6 separate regions of the Mus musculus genome follow, and all the other regions are linked to region 4. A link is a contact called in public Hi-C, HiChIP or PLAC-seq and Micro-C data. All regions are on one chromosome and are shown on one strand. Each heading gives the region's core, a stretch centred on a gene start, on an enhancer-like site or on the middle of the called end of the contact. The rest is flanking DNA. Distances are from core to core; before and after follow the strand shown. Region 1 holds the start of Zfp408 (zinc finger protein 408). Region 2 holds the start of Mapk8ip1 (mitogen-activated protein kinase 8 interacting protein 1). Region 3 has its middle 26 kb from the start of Gm13817. Region 4 has its middle 27 kb from the start of Gm31473. Region 5 holds the start of Ambra1 (autophagy/beclin 1 regulator 1). Region 6 has its middle 18 kb from the start of Slc35c1.

Region 1 (2,759 bases), core at 153-2,652, 410 kb after region 4:
GGCACACACACACACCAAAGCAATTTATTCAGAGTGATGCACATAGCACCAGAGTTTATTCAGAGTCTTCACATAGCAGACTGTCATTAGCTGAATGAATGAATGAATGAATTTCATAAGTGGAGAAGGAAACGGATATTTGTACTATGAACTGGGCACAAATTCACCTCACAACTGCACTAGTAGTTCAGCATATGCTATAAAAACCATTTTACAGTTTGAACAAAAAGCGGGGGGAGGGAGGGAGGGAGCAAACTGCTACAGATCATAGAACCCAGACGCAGGATTTTAACCCACAAGTTCCAGTTTGAGGTGTTCTCTAGGTTAAAGTCAACCCCCTCAACAGTGATCTTAAGTGACTGTCGGTCACAAAGTTCACTGGGATCCAAGAGGCGCCACGAAAGGGCAGCCAGACTTCTCAGGGCAAACTGAAGTCACAGTACTTGCTGGTGCTGGAATCAGACTGTTTTGTGACTTTGGAAAAACCCAAATCCTACAAGGCTGCAACTCTAAACTATAATCATGTTTGCATAGAGTCCGAAAACAAACAACGAATGGAGTGTATTTCGTTTCACAAGAAAGTGAGATGAAAGCACGGCCTATCAAGTGACAAGGTGGATCACTTCCCCTGATTTCTAGCTCTCAGTGCTATGCCAGATCTGATCAGGACGACTTCTCCCTCCCTCCCACCGGCTTGCTCTGGCTTGGCCTATGCCTTGCAGAGGGAGGGCAGGAACAAGTCAGAGAAAGTGGCTGTCTTCTCATTGCAGGCGCCGAAATGGGAAAAATCCCGGCAGCGAAGAGACCCAGGCCCTCGGGCCCAATTCCACTCCCGACCCACTGCCTCGGATTTTCCCCTTTCCGACCCAATTCCTTCCGTTGACCAGAGCAGCTCTTCCCCACCACCACGCCCAAAGAGACCCCGCGCTCCGCAGCTCACCTCGTTCCGGCAATGCTTCCTCTGCCACGCCTGTCAAAGCTCGGCAAACATCCGGCTCCGAGATGGGAATGGGAACCGCCCCCTCGGGGGCCCCCAGCTCCCCAACCACTTCCGCCATTTCTTCTACCTACTTCCGGCTTGCTGCCCGGACCAAACAAGGCTTTCTTGGTGCTCCGCCCACTTCCGGCAATCACCTGACAAAATGTGAGGTTAATTAGCCGAGCTGTCCGACTCGCCGCTACCTAAAGTGAGTGAGTTGGGTTCCGCTTTTCCAGATGCAGGAAACTAGCGGGCCTCTGAAATCCTAGGTTCGTATCGCCCATCGGACAGGGTTTTATCTGTCAAGTACTTCCAAACTCCCAGGTCCATCCTTCAATGATGCCTAACCACCCGGATTCTTCCTTGAGCTTAAATTTGAAAATCAAGGACTGTTTCCGGGAGGAACCGGGACAAAAACGCTCACTTCCGGTAGAGGGGAGTGGCGAGAGAATCTCTGTCCCACGATGAAGGAGGTGGAGGAGGTGATCTTGGGGAAAATAGAGCCGCACCGTGAGTGACCTGCGATGTCTGCGACCCTCAGCCCTGGACTAGATGGCCACAGCGTTTTTCTAGTCAGCGCATTCCCTTACATCCCTTTTTCTCTTGAGCCTGGGATCCTGCTCCGGTGCCCTAAGAGACTAGACTCCCTCCCAACCATTCAAGGGCCCTACTAACTAGAACCTTGCTAATCCCTCGGACTCTTGGGTCATAGCTGACCCTGTACCTCTCTTTCCCCAACCCCACGCCTTCATGGACCACTCCTTTACTGCCTTCCCGTCTCCCTGCAGCCCCAGAGCCACCCCTGGGCCAGGATTCAGGATGGAGCCCTTCCGGAAAAGGCTTTGCTCCGGGCCTCAAAGCCTGCCCGCCGGGTACGAGCCCTGCCATCCTTGTTCTAAGGAGCCTCCCCCAGGGCTTGGCCGTGGGCCCCTCGAGATCCAGGAATCAGCACTTGGGGGTCTGGTGTGTAGGAGCACCCCTGCAGCCCGGCCTGCATTGGGGACCTCTGGAAGATGAGTCCGTCCTGGAGAAGGGCGAGGGAATGAAGACACCGCACGAGGAGGTATTGAGGAGTCGGACATCTGTCTGAAAGTTTGGGGGAGGTTCAGACATTTCCGGACAGCTCTTCCAGTTTGTTAGAAGCAGGATATTTTCAAACTCGAGAAATAATTGTCCCTTCATTGCAGCGCTGTCTTGCTCTACCTAAGCAGCAGTAACTAAAGCAGATGCAAAGAAGTTGTGAGAACCTGAATTCCTACTGTGTTGGCAGAGACAAAGGTCAGAAGCTAAGGTTACCAGGATCAGATTCAAACCTGTTAACTAGTTAGCTAAATTACACACCTAATATTACTCACCTGTAAAAGAAAGTTGTGGCTGTTACCGAGATCCTTTGGAAGACCAGAGGACACGATGCAAGCCAAATACGCCTGTGCTTTGTAAGCATTAGTAAGGATTGTTTAAAAGTATTGGTGCTCTTGCAGCGTTTTCTGTTTGGTATTTGCTGAAAGGCTGTGCTGTTTAGAGCTTTCCACACCTTTAAGGAGAGGTGAGTGGACTCTCTGGTCTTCACTGACTGAAGATATAAAACAGCACCATAGAACTGGGCGCGGTGGCACACGCCTTTAATCCCAGCACTGGGTGGGAGGGGGGCGGGGGGAGGCAGACGCAGAGGCAGGCGGATTTCTGAGTTCGAGGCCAGCTTGGTCTACAGAGTTAGTGCCAGGACAACCAGGGCTACACAGAGAAACCATGTCTTGAAAAACCAAAAAAAAAAAAAAAA
Region 2 (2,700 bases), core at 163-2,662, 350 kb before region 4:
AAGGGGAAGGAGGCAATCAAGTTTGCACAGACTGTAGAACATTGGTCTGTCCTGCTCCATTTATGTGAAGGGCAGGGTCTGTGGCCAGAGGTGACCTGGCAGGGAGGCTCTCTGAGCCACCAAAAACGGGGACTCGAGTCTTGGTAAACGGTGTTGTGTGAGAAAACCCAATAGAGAACCAGGAAGAAAGCACAGCTAGACCCAGAGTGGGTGCAAGGAACAGAAGCAACCACAAAGCTCTCAAGAATCCGGCCCTGGGGATGAGGAAGGTCCTAGGCCTTAGGGTAGGAGAAGCCAGTTCAGGACTGTGTGAGTGCAAAAGGGGTGCTAGATAGAAAACGCAGTGGGAAGACAGGTGCTGAGAACTGGGCACAGGAGTTCACACTAATCCCCCAGTTTAGCAGGAGACTCAAGAAGATTGTCATCAGTTCTTAGTCAGCTGAGGCTACATGGTAACTTCCAGGACAAACTGGAAATGAAAGAAAAACAAGTGATGGGGTAGTCCTGGCATACAGAGGCTTCACAGGGCTAAGAAACCAAAAGCATCACTCAGGTTATCAGGGGTGGTCAGGGCTCAAGGGGGTCTTTGCTGAAGGAGGCAGAGGCAGGAGGATCACGAGTTGGAGGCCAGCTTGGGCTACACATTTTTAGGCCGGGCATGGTGGCGCACGCCTTTAATCCCAGCACTTGGGAGGCAGAGGCAGGCGGATTTCTGAGTTCGAGGCCAGCCTGGTCTACAGAGTGAGTTCCAGGGCTATACAGAGAAACCCTGTCTCAAAAATCAAAACAAAACTAAAGGGTGGGTCTTGATAGAGGTGGCCTTCAGAGATTTCTGCGGGAGGTGATCCCAGTGCACAGGTGGGTGTTCCCAGCTCCCAGGGACAAGTATTTCTATCGTTTTTCTTCCTCCCCATGCTCATGGAGGGCTCATATTCCATTTCACACATGGGAAAGACAAGCCTTGGAACTATGAGGTCACTAATGCAATTCTCCACTGCCTGTTCACTTGTGGAACCAAGCTGTGGTCTTAGGTCACCTGGCCCCATAGCTGACTGCTCTTGGACCCCACTCCACCACCATCTCTCCTTTCTCAGCCATCTTCTGTAACCCTTTTCCTACCCCAGTTGCTGTGGAAGGCCAAAGACGGACTTGGGGAGCAGGATCTTGCCATCCGCTGATGCCCTCGATCTAGGTCCAGCTCTGAGGAGAGCAAAGCTTTGCCAGTGCTTGGAATGTCCCTGGGATGTGTAGGGAGGCCGAGGGGACCCAGGGCCACGGGATCGAAGCGTCAGCACTTCGGAGAGCGCCGGGGCGGGGCGGGGCGGGGGCGGGGCCACAAGACCCCAGCCGGCCCGGGGGCGCGCGCGGGGCGCTCTCGCGGGGGCCGCAGGCGAAGCGGCGCGCTGTCCGGAGCCGCGCCCGCCCCAGCTCAGTCCGAACCCCGCGGCGGCGGCGGCCTCCTCCACGCGCCTCCGCTGCTGCCGCCGCCGCCGCCGCCGCCGCCTCCCGCGCCGCTCTCCGCCCGGATGGCCAGGGCTGCACCCCGGAATGGCGGAGCGAGAGAGCGGCCTGGGCGGGGGCGCCGCGTCCCCACCGGCCGCTTCCCCATTCCTGGGACTGCACATCGCGTCGCCTCCCAATTTCAGGTAAGGATCGAGGCCCGGAACCTCGGGATCCTTGGAGACCCTGAGGGCGGCGTCCTTTCCCGGCCGAGCCCCCAGCCCCCACAACCTCCAGTCCAGGTTGGTGGCCACCGCGTGGCCCCCCGCAGCTCCTTCTGCCATTCCGTGTCATGGGGTGGGGTGATTGAGGTGGATCTGGGGCAGGAACCTGGGAGGTCGCCTTTCCCCTCCACCTTGGCGGGAGTGGGTCTGGGGTTTGGATGGAATTCCCGGTGCAGCAATCCGCCCAGACTTTATCCTGCCGCGTTCAAGGTATCTAACCCAAGGTGGAAGTAGGCTAAGGGGTTGGGGGCCCAGAGGCCCCAATTCAAAACCCTTGGTCCTTTAAGAAGAGTCGTGAACCCCTCTCCCAGCTAGCTTGGCCAGATGGGTCAGATTGCTAGGCGATCTTGGACAGGGTCTTCTGAATTTGGGCAGCTCCCTGGTCAGTTGTATCTCAGGACAGGTGCAGAAGGATTGGCCTCAACCAGTGAAACCCAATTTGCTTGAGGGAGGGGAATCTGCCTGTGGATATCCAGGGATACTGTTGGGGGGTCCCCACTGTGTAAAGACTCAGGACACCGAACTGAGCTCCTCTTTGACCCACCCCTCCATCTGATGTTAGACCAGGTGAATGAATTTCAGAGATGTAAGGCATGATGTGTTGAACCGGTGACTGTCCTCTCTTCACCTTTTCACACACATACACACATACACACACACACACACACACACACACACACACACACACACACACACAGAGAGAGAGAGAGAGAGAGAGAGAGAGAGTGACGAAGAAGAGAAGGGTGTCACTGCTCCAGAATGTAGAAGCTGAGACATACCTCATTGTTTCCCCATCAGGAGCAGGCGCCTTTCTCTCTCCTGGGACCCTTGCTCCAGCCAGGCCCCAGCTGGGCTCTGGCGCCAAGTTGTCATCTATTGAAGGGGTCTCTAGCTCCCAGGTCCTCAGGTGGGCAGACACACACACACACACACACACACACACACACACAGACACACACACACACACACACACACA
Region 3 (2,708 bases), core at 127-2,626, 460 kb before region 4:
ACTGGCTAGTTTTGTGTCAACTTGACACAGCTGGAGTTATCACAGAGAAAGGAGCTTCAGTTGAGGAAATGCCTCCATGAGATACAACTGTAAGGCATTTTCTCAATTAGTGATCAAGGGGGAAAGGCCCCCTGTGGGTGGGACCCTCTCTGGGCTGGTAGTCTTCGTTCTTAAGAGAGCAGGCTGGGCAAGCCAGTAAAGAACATCCCTCCATGGCCTCTGCATTGACTCCTGTTTTCTGACCTGCTTAAGTTCCAGTCCTGACTTCCTTGGTGATGAACAGCAGTATGGAAGTGTAAGCCGAATAAACCCTTTCCTCCCCAACTTGCTTCTTGGTCATGATGTTTGTGCAGGAATAGAAACCCTGACTAAGACAGCTTCCAACAGCCCCTTCACAGTCTTAAATGTTTTGTTATTGTTTTGAAATCTTTTCTGTATTTTGTTTGTCTGTTTGTTTGAAGGAGAGTGCCTATCAGCTTCATCAGACCACTGAATACTGCCCATAGCTCAAAAATAGCTAAGACCCCTTCCTACCTTGGACAACAGACAGTCTGTGAGGACAGAGGAGAGGGGTGCTGGTGATGCCGTGTGCACCCCTCCCTGCCCTGTTAGAGTGTTCACGGTGAGACTGAGCAAGGCAGTGTGACTGAGATAACAGGAGACATCAGGGAGGCACGAGCCTGCCTCTGTCTTAGACCTTCTCTAACCCAGAGAATTTCTCCTGGCTCTCACCTCACCTCTCCCTGCAGGGTGGATCCAGAACTCTGAGGGGAGGGCAGAAAACTCAGCCTAGACAGATGGACATGTCCTCCAGAGATCAGTGATGAGGCCATCCACACTACTTTGGAGGAGATGTTCTGTGCCATTTTGGGTTCTCAGGAGAATCTAACTGGTTAACTGAAGCCTCTCCGTTGTTATTTTTGGTCTTCTCTTGTTTTTGTAAGACAGGTTCTGCTGTAGCCCAAGCTGACCTCAAAACTTCCTCTGTAGCTAAATCTAACCTTGAACTTGTGATCCTCCTGTTGCAGGAATCTCTCTGGAGTAAGCTTTTTGTGGTCAGGTTAAGAGCAACAACCCATTGTTTCAGCCATTTCTCCAGGTTATTCTCTTCCCGGTAACAAGTGACGTCATGCTTGGAAAAGAGTGGTACAAGCAGTGCCCTAGGTAAATCAATAAATCAAAGGCCAATAATAATTGGCCTTCCCAACCTTACTGGGATCACAGGCATGTGATGCTGCACAGGATCTAGTTAATACCAAGAATCTCTTTTAGAAAAAGAAAACATGATAGTGACAATGTTCCCTCCCAAACATTCCAAGAACAACAAGGGAGTGACCGAATGCCGGGGACAGCGAGGCCACTGATGAGATCAGAGGGTGTGGGGTGTTTCTAGTCAAGCTGAACTTTGATGGGGAGATGGTAACGGAGGAGGGAGGAGCAGGGAACGCCAGAGCTTCAGTCCCCACTGGCAAGAGTCAGAAGACAGTCCCAGAGACAAAGGGTTTGGCTATTTTAGCGTTGAAGTGAGGTCAAGACCTCCCAGGAGACACAACCTGCCTCATCCCCTGCAGGCTTAAGAGAATTCCAAGGAGATGTGGAGTTCCCCTCGGAGGGGAAGTTAAGGGAGATGGAATTTAGAGATGGGAATTCAGCAAGGGAACAATACACAATGGTGGTCATACAGGGCCTCAGAAAGTCATCTGAGATCAAAAAGACCGACCAGCAGGATTCAGAGAATACTTGGCAGATAAAGGCACTTGCTGCCACGTTCAGTGACCTGAATTGGATTCCCAGGACTCTTTGTAGACCATGAGAACTGAAGCAAGGTGGTAGTGGTATACACCTTTAATCCCAGCCCTCAGGAGGCAGAGGCAGAGGCAGAGGCAGGTGGATCTCTGAGTATGAGGTCAGCCTGGTCTACAGAGTGAGTTCCAGGACAGTGAAGGCTACCCTGTCTCACAAAACCAAGGAAGAGAGAGAGAGAGAGAGAGAGAGAGAGAGAGAGAGAGAGAGAGAGAACTGACTCTTGCAAGTTGTCCACTGGCCTCAAGCACTCCATATCATTTGTGTGCCCATACTTATGCTCCATACATGTGGGTGCTGCAACCCCTGGGTGGGACCTGGAGGTCAGTGAGGAATTCTTCCACACCACCCTGTAGTATGAATGTCCATGTCTGCTGGCATGGCACACTGTAGCATGACACAAGGTAGCGGATTCTAACAAACTAGTGAGCCTCAGGTTGGGCCCTCATCTACACTGAAGTCCATTTGGGGACTGGCAGCCTAGCACCTCCCCATAGTGACAATGGGATGGTTGGTGTATTAGTCAGGGTTCTCTAGAGTCACAGAACTTATGGATAGTCTCTATATAGTAAAGGAATTTATTGATGACTTAGAGTCTGCAGTCCAATTCCCAACAATGGTTCAGTAGTAGCTGTGAATAGAAGTCAAAGGATCTAGCAGTTACTCAGTCCCACACTGCAAGCAGGCAAGGGAGCAAGAATGAGACTCCCTTCTTCCAATGTCCTTATATGGTCTCCAGCAGAAGGTGTAGCCCAGATTAAAGGTGTGTTCCACCACACCTTTAATCTCAGATGACCTTGAACTCGGAGATTTAATCTTCTGGAATCCATAGCCACTATGCCTCAAGATCTCCATACCAAGATCCAGATCATAAACTTCTATCTCCTAGCCTCCAGATAAGGGTC
Region 4 (2,700 bases), core at 10-2,509:
CCAAACTGACACAGTACTCCGCTGCTGACAGGAAAATGCTACTTTAAACAGCATTGACTGCTGGGACACGCTTCCTAAATTCATTTTTAAAAAATATGCATCTTAGAATTAAGTGAGTCACAATAATCAGGGGAAGAAAGAAGACAGGGTTTTTGTTAACTCTCAAGATTGTTCAATCAAAACAGACTTTCACCATCCACACCCTAAAAAAGACAGAATATGTAAGGTAAAATGCCAGGTCCCCCCCCCCCCACTTTTCTGGAAAATCCATTAACATTGAATGATCTTGGCCTTGACCTATTTTAAAAAATGAAAAGAATTGAAGGTAAGAATGAGACTGTCTCTGAAAACGGGTGGATTCCTAATCTGTGCTGGGATTGGCAGCCAGAGATGTGCACGCGCCAGCGATGCTCCTGAGCTACTACATCCCCAGACCTCTGAGTGTTCTTAAAATTCCACCCCCGAGACTGCCCCAACCCTTCTAGATGAACACCATTTCCTTCCCTTTGAGGAAGGCAGCGGAACTAGACCTGGAAGAGTGAGGGAGAAGCGAAAAACAAATTTTTCTGCAGCTCACACATGCTATAGCCAGTCGAGTCAAGGACACTATATATGGGCGCCGCCTAGGTGTGAATGTGCGGTCCTGCATTCTGTTTGAGGCCCAAATCTCCAGCACACTGCGGTATGCCCTAAGACCGATATATCGTCCTACAGAGATGTTTCCATCCAGAGGGCCTCCTCCCTAGCTCAGGGTCTTCTGCATGTTCAGCTGCTCGGGGTACAGAGCTGGAAACTCTCCCGGTGCATTCCTGCTGGGAGCTCGCCAAGCCCATTGGGGAAACGTCTGCAACGCTTAGTCTGGGGAAATGAGTTTTGCACTTTCACAGAGTGTGAAATTCCTCAGGGGCATTCTTGTACTCGGAAAGAGAAATCAAACCCAGCTCTTTCCTTCAGGGTCCTTGCGGTTAAGAAAGTAAGTCGAATACAGATCAGTCTGTGGCCAGCGGTGCATGGGGACAGGAGCAACAGAGCTATCTGGCTCACAAGCTTGAGATTTTAGGAGCTTGTGTTGCAGGCGGGTAGACATAGGGAGGGGCAACCAATGCGCCTAAACCACCAAGAAGGAGCTCAAAACTGCGCTATCTTCCTAGAAACCTTGGCGGCGCGGCCCGCTGCTTGCTGTCTGATGCAACAGTTTGCAACGCGGTTCTGGGAGTGGAGGCCTGTGGTGCGGCACTCGGGCCGCTGACGCGCATGCGCCGGCTGTGTCCTGCCCCGCCCCGCGGCGGGAATCTTTTCACCAGATGTGCGGGGCGGGGATGGAGGCGGGGCCGGAGGCGCGAAGACCTTTTGGCAGATCGCGCTTGCGATCTGAGCCGAATTAGAGTTCTTCGCAGGCATTGGCTGACTGACCCAGTGATCCAAAAAAAATCACCCCAAAGGAGCCTGGAGAGAGAAGTTAAAGAGCTAGCTGGCTTTTGAGTCGACCTCCCTTCCCGAGCCTCCGGATTTCTGCTGCTGTCCCACCTATCCTGCCCTGAACATTTTCTTTGCAGGAGGGAACATGTCACATCAATATGTTCTGCCTTTCAGATGTCTGACGATCCAGATGAAGACGATTGTCTTCCATATACACATTCCTCCGGTATTATAGATTGTAACTGACTTCTATTTTATTAACTGTTTCTCTAAATTAACTTTAAATCGATTCTCTTTTTATGTACCCTTGCCTCAAGAGATAACATTAGAGAAACCATAGCCTGAAAATAAGCTCAGAACTATTCAAATAAAAATGTTTGTTGTTGTTAGCTAAAGTTGTCTTATCTACCGCATTGGGGGTGTCTGGAGGTAATAATAGCCATTGTGCTAAGGTTTGTCAATGTTAGCAGAACTACTCGAAGCATTGTACACCTTCTACGGTCTCCTGATGCCCAAGGAAGTGGATGTTCTCTGGGAAGCCCAGAGAAGTTAAGCAATTTGCTTGAGATCACAAAACTAGAGACGAAGTCCACTAGCCTGATGATTCTAAAACCTCCTTTCAAAAGCCCAATGCAAGAAGGACCCAAAGATTTCTCCCAATCCCACCCCTCTTTTTAAAACAGGCACAAATGTCAGGGTCTGGATGAAGACCTCCAAAAATCTATTGTCAAGGGAATAGTGGCATAGGACGGAGGGGGTTAGCCCAACCAAGGTTCTGTACTGATTCTGCTGTTAAGAGCTTGGGCCTTTTGTTGCCTTAACCGAGGAATCGTCCACAGCAGAATTTTCTTTCTTTCTTTTTAAAAGATTAGTTATCTAATCAATCATACCTTCACACAATTTAGTTTATTTTTGGTGTGTGTGTTGTCTGTATGTATGTCTGTCCCAGACGAGGATAAGCTGCCGCTGGATGACCACCCAGGCGTTTAAATCATTTGGAATTAAACTCCAGAAATACACCTTTAACTTATCTTTAGAACTGTTCCCACAATTCTTTCCAAAATTCGCCTCACACAGCCTTCTCCCTGGTCCCTGACTGCTTGGAAATCCCATAGGTGCTTCCAGTTAATCCATGCCTTACTGCCTACACCTCCCCTTTACCTGGCAAGGGTTGGGACATGGCTATCCATCTTTGCTTTTTCATTTTCCTCTCTGAACCAAAGTAACCCATAAATATATGATTTCTCCAAGAATCCTCTGTGTGTGTGTGTGTGTGTGTGT
Region 5 (2,700 bases), core at 145-2,644, 330 kb after region 4:
CCTCTTCTGGTGTGCCTGAAGACAGCTACAGTATACTTACATATAATAAATAAATCTTTAAAAAAAAAAGAGAGAAACAGTAAAGTTCACAAATGATTCATCTTCAATTATGTTTGAATAATTTCTACACAGACTTTTGAACTCTTGAATAAAATGACTAAATCACTAACCAAATAAAAAAAAGTTTCAAAAGAGATTCCTTGGATTCCCTCCTAGAAAAGACCTCCACAAGACAAGAACCTGAATTCAAAGTCTTAACCATCTTAAGCATCTTCCATCTTGCACTAAGTACTTAACACCATAGCAGAAAGTTTCAGAACAAGCTGAAGAGTGGAATCAGTATTAATCAGAAGTAAAGTGGAAGTAAACAAATTATTTATGAGTAAACAAAACTAAACTATCCTTACTACTTTTGCTAAAACGATACAAACTTCGAAAAAGCAAACCCAGTCAAAAACATCACTTGCTCCCTTAATGTCTGAAGCCTCCAGTAACACAATATATGTTTCTAAGAAAGAAGAGTTCCAAAAAGTCAAATGAGAGACTGTTAAGTAAAAAGTGACCAGTAAAATGGGAGAATTGTGAACTGTTAAAGACAAAAAAAAAAAAAAAAAAAAAAAAAAAAGAACCTTACAGCACATTTAATGATCTGTCGAGGTCACAGGGAAAAGTCACGTCCCCTACCTCAGCCTCGGTTTCCCTACCCCAAAAGACTATAAGTGATATTTCGTTCCTAGGAGCTGGAGGGCCTAGTTTCAATAGCCTCCACCTACTCAAAAGGGCACTCCGAGGCTGAACTCAGTAGGGGTCCCCAGTGCAACTGAGCATGACATCCGGAACCGGAGTTGTAGGAAAGGAGAAAGGGAATAGGGTCTAAGAAAGCCAAGTTCCTACAATCTAGGGGTGACGACACGCGTCCAGGACCCGACATCCCCTCTCTACGGAACCCGGCCGGCAGCTTCAGCATCTCTCCCTCCTTCCGGCTTCTCGCTCAGTTCCGGGCCGCCCTCCGGCCGCGCCCCCGGGCGCAACCCCCTTCACAACGCGCACCCCGGCGGGCCGCGCGCTCGCCCACCGGCCGGCGCTAAGGTCTCCTCCTGCCTTGGGCGGAAGGATGCGGGACCGGGCCTCCCAGGCTCCTCCCGGGCCTACCTGCGAGGAGAGTGAGAGCTCGGCCCGAAAGCCAGCGAGCGCACGGAGCCACGGACGGAAGGCGGGGAGAGGCCGAAGAAAGCGAGGGGTCCGCTCGACCGACCAGCGGAAGAAAGCGGCCAGAGCCCGGGGCCTCCGGGATAACTCAGTCCAGGACCTGGCACAGCCGCCGCCGCTCCGGAGACATCAACCAAGAAGACGCCGCAAAAGATCATCGAACACACGAACGCCCAGACATCAAAGGAAGAGCGCCCCAGCAATCGTTCAAGGCACTGCAGCCGAGTGCCGAAACATTGCTCAGCTCCTGCTGCAAATCCGGCTGCCTTCCTAGGCATAAATAAACAAATCCAGATCATTAAACTATAGCGTAGAGTAGGCTGGGATTCTGCCATTTTCTGTTGGTGACAGAGTGTTAAAGTAATTTAGAGAACTAAATTTTTGAGACAGGAGCACGCTTGTAATCCCTGCTTTTTTTTTTTTTTCCTGGTACTTTTTTTTTTTATTACGTATTTTCCTCAATTACATTTCCAATGCTATCCCAAAAGTCCCCCACACCCTCCCCCCGTAGTCCCTGCATTTTAGGAAAGGAGGCATGAGGATTTGGAGTTCAAAGTCATAGTCAGTTAAGCACAAGGCCAAACTGGACTATATGAGACCTTGGTGGTTTTTTTTTTTTGTTGTTTTTTTGTTTTTTTTTTTTTTTTTTTTTTTTTTTTTGGTTGGTTGGTTGGTTTGGCTAGGTTTTGGTTTTTGTTTTGTTTTTTGAGTGTGTGGTTTTCGAGACAGGGTTTCCCAAGTGCTGGGATTAAAGGCATGCGCCACCAAAGACCTTGTTTTAAGTGAAAAAGGAATTAGCCTTTTGTGAGCACATTGATTGAAGATAAATCATAGCAGAATAAAGCTCGTCTTAATAGTTCAACGACTGCCGTACACTTAGAGACTTCTCACACTACTTGTCCCAGTTGAACAAATGACTTTACCACTTTATTCTTGGTTTCCCCTCAGAGCTGAAGAACAATCGCTATGAATGCTCCAGGTCAGCTTTAGAAGAATATCCAAGAGAAAATGGCACACCTTAATGTGGGAAGGGAAAGTTCCTGTACCTTGTTTTTAAATTTTTATTCTTTGGTTTTGTTTTGCCAGACAAGGCTTCTCTCTGTGTACCCTTGGCTGTCCTGGAACTGGTTCTGTAGACCAGGCTGACCTCCAACTCACAAAGATTTGCCTGCCTCTGCCTCCGGAGTGCTGGGATTAAAGGTGAACACCACAACCTCCCAGCCTATTCTATTCTTTCTCAAAAAAAAAACCACTTACTTCTCTTTTATTTTCTTCCAAGGATCTAAAGCCACAGTCCACAGTGTGCTTTTAGTTAGCTTCGTAGCTAGTTCACTAAATAGTTTTTAGAGACAGGATTTTGTGTGGCACACACACTGGTCTTGAACTCTGTGTATCCAAGAATGGCTTTGAAATTCTGATGTGCTTGCCTTCCTGTTCCACATTTGCAGTGTGCCTGAGGGAGTGTGAGAGACTGCAGTGGAGGCTCACACT
Region 6 (2,700 bases), core at 43-2,542, 420 kb before region 4:
CGGGAAATAGAGAAAGAAGTAAAACCTAAAACGTACACAGTGATATGTTAAGAAAATTCTGTTTGAACTAGTGTGCCTCTGTGTGTGTGTGTGTGTGTGTGTGTGTGTGTGTGTGTGTGTGTGTAAGAGAGAGAGAAAGCATGTGTGTGTGTGAGAGAGAGAGATGAGAGATTGTATGTGTGTGTGTGTGTGTGTGTGTACTCTAGCACATGTATATGTGCATGCATCTGGGCCAATGTCAATGTCATGGCCTCCTCGGGAGCCATCTGCCTTGGGTTTTAGAAACAAGGTCCTGGAATTCAACAATAAGGCTAGGGTAGCCAACCAGTGAGAGCCAGGGATGCTTCCATCTGTGTGTCCCCAGGGCTGGGGTTACACACATGCACAGCCTTGCTCAGCTCCTCTACATTGGTTCTAGGGGTGAAAACTTGAGTCCTCATCTTTACAGGATAACTACTTTGCCAACTGAGCCATCTCCCTGGCCCTCAACCAACTTTTTATTTTTTAAAAAAGCTGTACTTAATTTAATTATGTATATATATATATATATATATATATATATATATGTGCGTGTGTGTCTGTGTCTGTGTCTGTGTGTCTGTGTGGGGGTATGCACACATGAGTGTGGGTGCCCAAAGAGGACATAAGAGGAGTTGAATTCCCCTGAGCTGGAGTTCCAGTTAAGCTGCCCAACTTAAATGCCGAAAACTAAACTCTGGTCCTCTGAAAGAATAGGAATTGATCTTCCCTACTGAGCTATTTCTCCATCCCCTTTCTTAAATATCAGTCTCACTGAAACATAACTACGTACAGGTTCATAACTGTAGAACTGAAGCTCTGAAATTTTTATTTATCCGTGCAATAACAGCACAGCCAAAACAGTAATGGACATGGAAGATGACGAAACAGGAAACATTTCATCACTCCAGAAAGTTCCCTGATTCACTTGGTGATCAGCCTCAGCCACCCCAGTCAACTCAGGGTTGTGTATTTATGTATTCTAGAATTTTGTATAAACGTTGCACTTTTTGGTGTCTTGTTACCCTTCACTTGATAAAATACTTTGCTGTGTTTTATGTGTATGAATGTTTTGCTTGTATGTGTGTCTATGAAGCACATGCGTGCAGCGCCCTCTGTCCTTGGGAAGAACAGCCGGTCCTCCTAACCACTGAGCCATCTCTCCAACCCTACTGAGCTATTTTTGAGTTCCACCCACCTCTCTGTTTGAAGGAACAGCATTTCTGGCTTATTCACTGGTGTGCTCATTAGATTATCAACAGTGTTCAGCTGCTGGAACGTCCGGATCACAGCAGCCAATGGCATTCCATCAGAGGAACACGCCACACCGCACTGCCCCACCTCCTTCTGAAGGGCCCCAGGACTGCCTCCATATTTTCTGTTTGGAACAAAGCTGCTCTACTTTTTGTTCCAGGGGTTTAGGGTGAATGCAATTTTCCAACCCCTTCTATAAATACTGAAAAAGAGTGCTGGGTTGTCCCCGCAGTGGGTGACTATGGAGAGACAGCAACAGGCAGCTTGCCAACTTTGTCACCAGGGCTGTGTGGGGAGTCCAGCTGCCCCACTCCCACTCCCACTCCAAGACGTGTTCTGTAACTTTAGCCTTTTGTTTTTCTTTCTCTAAAGTCAAGACACTGCGTCTCCCTGTTTATCCAGATTGTTTCTGCACTAGCAATCAGCTTGCTTCTGAACACCGTGTGACTCCAATGTGCATTTATGCACGCACCAAGGCATGCCTGTGAGAACATTTCCAGGCTCCTCCTGCACCTAAGTTGTCGGGTTGGGCACTGCTCTTGCACAGGAACTGAACCCCTCAATTCAAACCTATTTCCCAAATCTCAAAGATGGACGGTAAGCCCTGCCCATGAAAACCAAACCATCAACTTTTCAGGATCCATGAAAAAAAATTGGGGTCCAGGGTGGTAGCTTTTAATCTCAGGCCCCAAGAGACAGAAGCAGGCAAATCTCTGTGAACTGAGGCCAGCCTAGTCTACAGAGTAAGTTCCAGGTCAGACCTATGTAGTAGGTCCTTACGTAAAAAACAAAAAAGAAAAGAAAAAAGAAAAGGATAGAAAGAAAGAAAGAAAGAAAGAAAGAAAGAAAGAAAGAAAGAAAGAAAGAAAGAAAGAAAGAAAGAAAGAGAGGGGGAGGGAGGGAGGGAGGGAGGGAGGGAGGGAGGGAGGGAGGAAAGAAGGAAGGAAGGAAGGAAGGAAGGAAGGAAGGAAGGAAGGAAGGAAGGAAGGAAAAGAAATCAAGTTTGATAATTTGGATTTTATTAAAAATTTGGATTTCAATTTTTAAAAAATTCACTTGTATTCCCTGAAAATGGTACTGTTAATATAATCAGAAAAGAATGAAAACCTGGCAGAGTGGTTCATACCTGTCCCTGATCCTAGCACTCGGGAGGCTTAGCCAGGATGATTGTGAAAAAGTATAACGTAAAAACAAAATTCTAGGCCTTTAGGCCCAGGCTTGAGAATGTGACCTTTGTGACTCAATGCTCCAAGGCATGCTAATCATAAAACAGATAGCGACATTCCTCCACCCACTCGCTTCCTGGGTTCAGGGAGTGTTCTTTCAAAGAAAGTCACCCTGACCCACCCAGATTGCTGGAACCCGCTATGCAAAGGTGCTATTGTTTGAGGCTCCTAGAAAACTGTCTTGACTTTCCAGTTCCTCGTG

Evidence for each region. Hi-C and Micro-C count contacts between places; a contact is called where the count stands out from the background. HiChIP or PLAC-seq counts read pairs in DNA pulled down with a chosen protein or histone mark.
Region 1: a contact with region 4 is called in a Hi-C map of regulatory T cells, with 4 times the contacts expected there. The contact joins the promoter of Zfp408 here to the enhancer-like site in region 4. A contact is called at or near these places in 1 of 39 promoter capture datasets (pre-B cells), 2 of 484 Hi-C or Micro-C datasets (embryonic stem cells and regulatory T cells), 1 of 115 datasets of contacts at active chromatin or transcription factors (memory CD8 T cells) and 2 of 9 other capture datasets (adipose tissue and liver).
Region 2: a contact with region 4 is called in an H3K4me3 HiChIP or PLAC-seq map of forebrain, with 2.7 times the contacts expected there. The contact joins the promoter of Mapk8ip1 here to the enhancer-like site in region 4. A contact is called at or near these places in 7 of 115 datasets of contacts at active chromatin or transcription factors (bone marrow-derived macrophages, embryonic forebrain, embryonic stem cells and 2 more) and 2 of 9 other capture datasets (adipose tissue and embryonic stem cells).
Region 3: an H3K27ac HiChIP or PLAC-seq map of extraembryonic endoderm stem cells shows a contact between it and region 4. The contact joins two enhancer-like sites. A contact is called at or near these places in 3 of 115 datasets of contacts at active chromatin or transcription factors (embryonic stem cells, extraembryonic endoderm stem cells and large pre-B cells).
Region 5: a Micro-C map of embryonic stem cells shows a contact between it and region 4, with 4 times the contacts expected there. The contact joins the promoter of Ambra1 here to the enhancer-like site in region 4. A contact is called at or near these places in 1 of 39 promoter capture datasets (hippocampal neurons), 3 of 484 Hi-C or Micro-C datasets (embryonic stem cells and forebrain), 1 of 115 datasets of contacts at active chromatin or transcription factors (astrocytes) and 2 of 9 other capture datasets (adipose tissue and liver).
Region 6: an H3K4me3 HiChIP or PLAC-seq map of bone marrow-derived macrophages shows a contact between it and region 4, with 4 times the contacts expected there. The contact joins two enhancer-like sites. A contact is called at or near these places in 4 of 39 promoter capture datasets (embryonic stem cells, hippocampal neurons, pre-B cells and 1 more), 1 of 15 datasets of contacts at CTCF or cohesin (pro-B cells), 2 of 484 Hi-C or Micro-C datasets (the N1E-115 cell line and large pre-B cells), 10 of 115 datasets of contacts at active chromatin or transcription factors (bone marrow-derived macrophages, embryonic stem cells, extraembryonic endoderm stem cells and 4 more) and 2 of 9 other capture datasets (adipose tissue and embryonic stem cells).

The regions. Positions count from the first base shown.
Region 1 is chr2:91,648,434-91,651,192 of GRCm38.p6, reverse strand. Zfp408 (zinc finger protein 408) reads left to right here and starts at 1,402. Exons shown (of 5, transcript NM_001347175.2): 1 at 1,402-1,489; 2 at 1,768-2,042. The coding sequence starts at 1,444. Arhgap1 (Rho GTPase activating protein 1) reads right to left here and starts at 1,075. Exons shown (of 14, transcript NM_001359970.1): 1 at 941-1,075.
Region 2 is chr2:92,399,975-92,402,674 of GRCm38.p6, reverse strand. Mapk8ip1 (mitogen-activated protein kinase 8 interacting protein 1) reads left to right here and starts at 1,412. Exons shown (of 12, transcript NM_011162.5): 1 at 1,412-1,646. The coding sequence starts at 1,549.
Region 3 is chr2:92,513,834-92,516,541 of GRCm38.p6, reverse strand. No RefSeq gene overlaps it. Among named protein-coding and RNA genes, the nearest start is that of Gm13817, 26 kb to the left of the region's middle. Within about 2 kb of position 1,376, at least 14 of the 459 cell types and tissues checked have an H3K27ac peak or open chromatin away from gene starts, as enhancers often do. A contact at or near this core is called in extraembryonic endoderm stem cells, where this site is marked.
Region 4 is chr2:92,054,095-92,056,794 of GRCm38.p6, reverse strand. No RefSeq gene overlaps it. Among named protein-coding and RNA genes, the nearest start is that of Gm31473, 27 kb to the right of the region's middle. Within about 2 kb of position 1,259, at least 280 of the 459 cell types and tissues checked have an H3K27ac peak or open chromatin away from gene starts, as enhancers often do. A contact at or near this core is called in adipose tissue, astrocytes, bone marrow-derived macrophages and 7 more, where this site is marked.
Region 5 is chr2:91,728,832-91,731,531 of GRCm38.p6, reverse strand. Ambra1 (autophagy/beclin 1 regulator 1) reads right to left here and starts at 1,394. Exons shown (of 18, transcript NM_172669.3): 1 at 1,153-1,394.
Region 6 is chr2:92,476,718-92,479,417 of GRCm38.p6, reverse strand. No RefSeq gene overlaps it. Among named protein-coding and RNA genes, the nearest start is that of Slc35c1, 18 kb to the right of the region's middle. Within about 2 kb of position 1,292, at least 36 of the 459 cell types and tissues checked have an H3K27ac peak or open chromatin away from gene starts, as enhancers often do. A contact at or near this core is called in adipose tissue and bone marrow-derived macrophages, where this site is marked.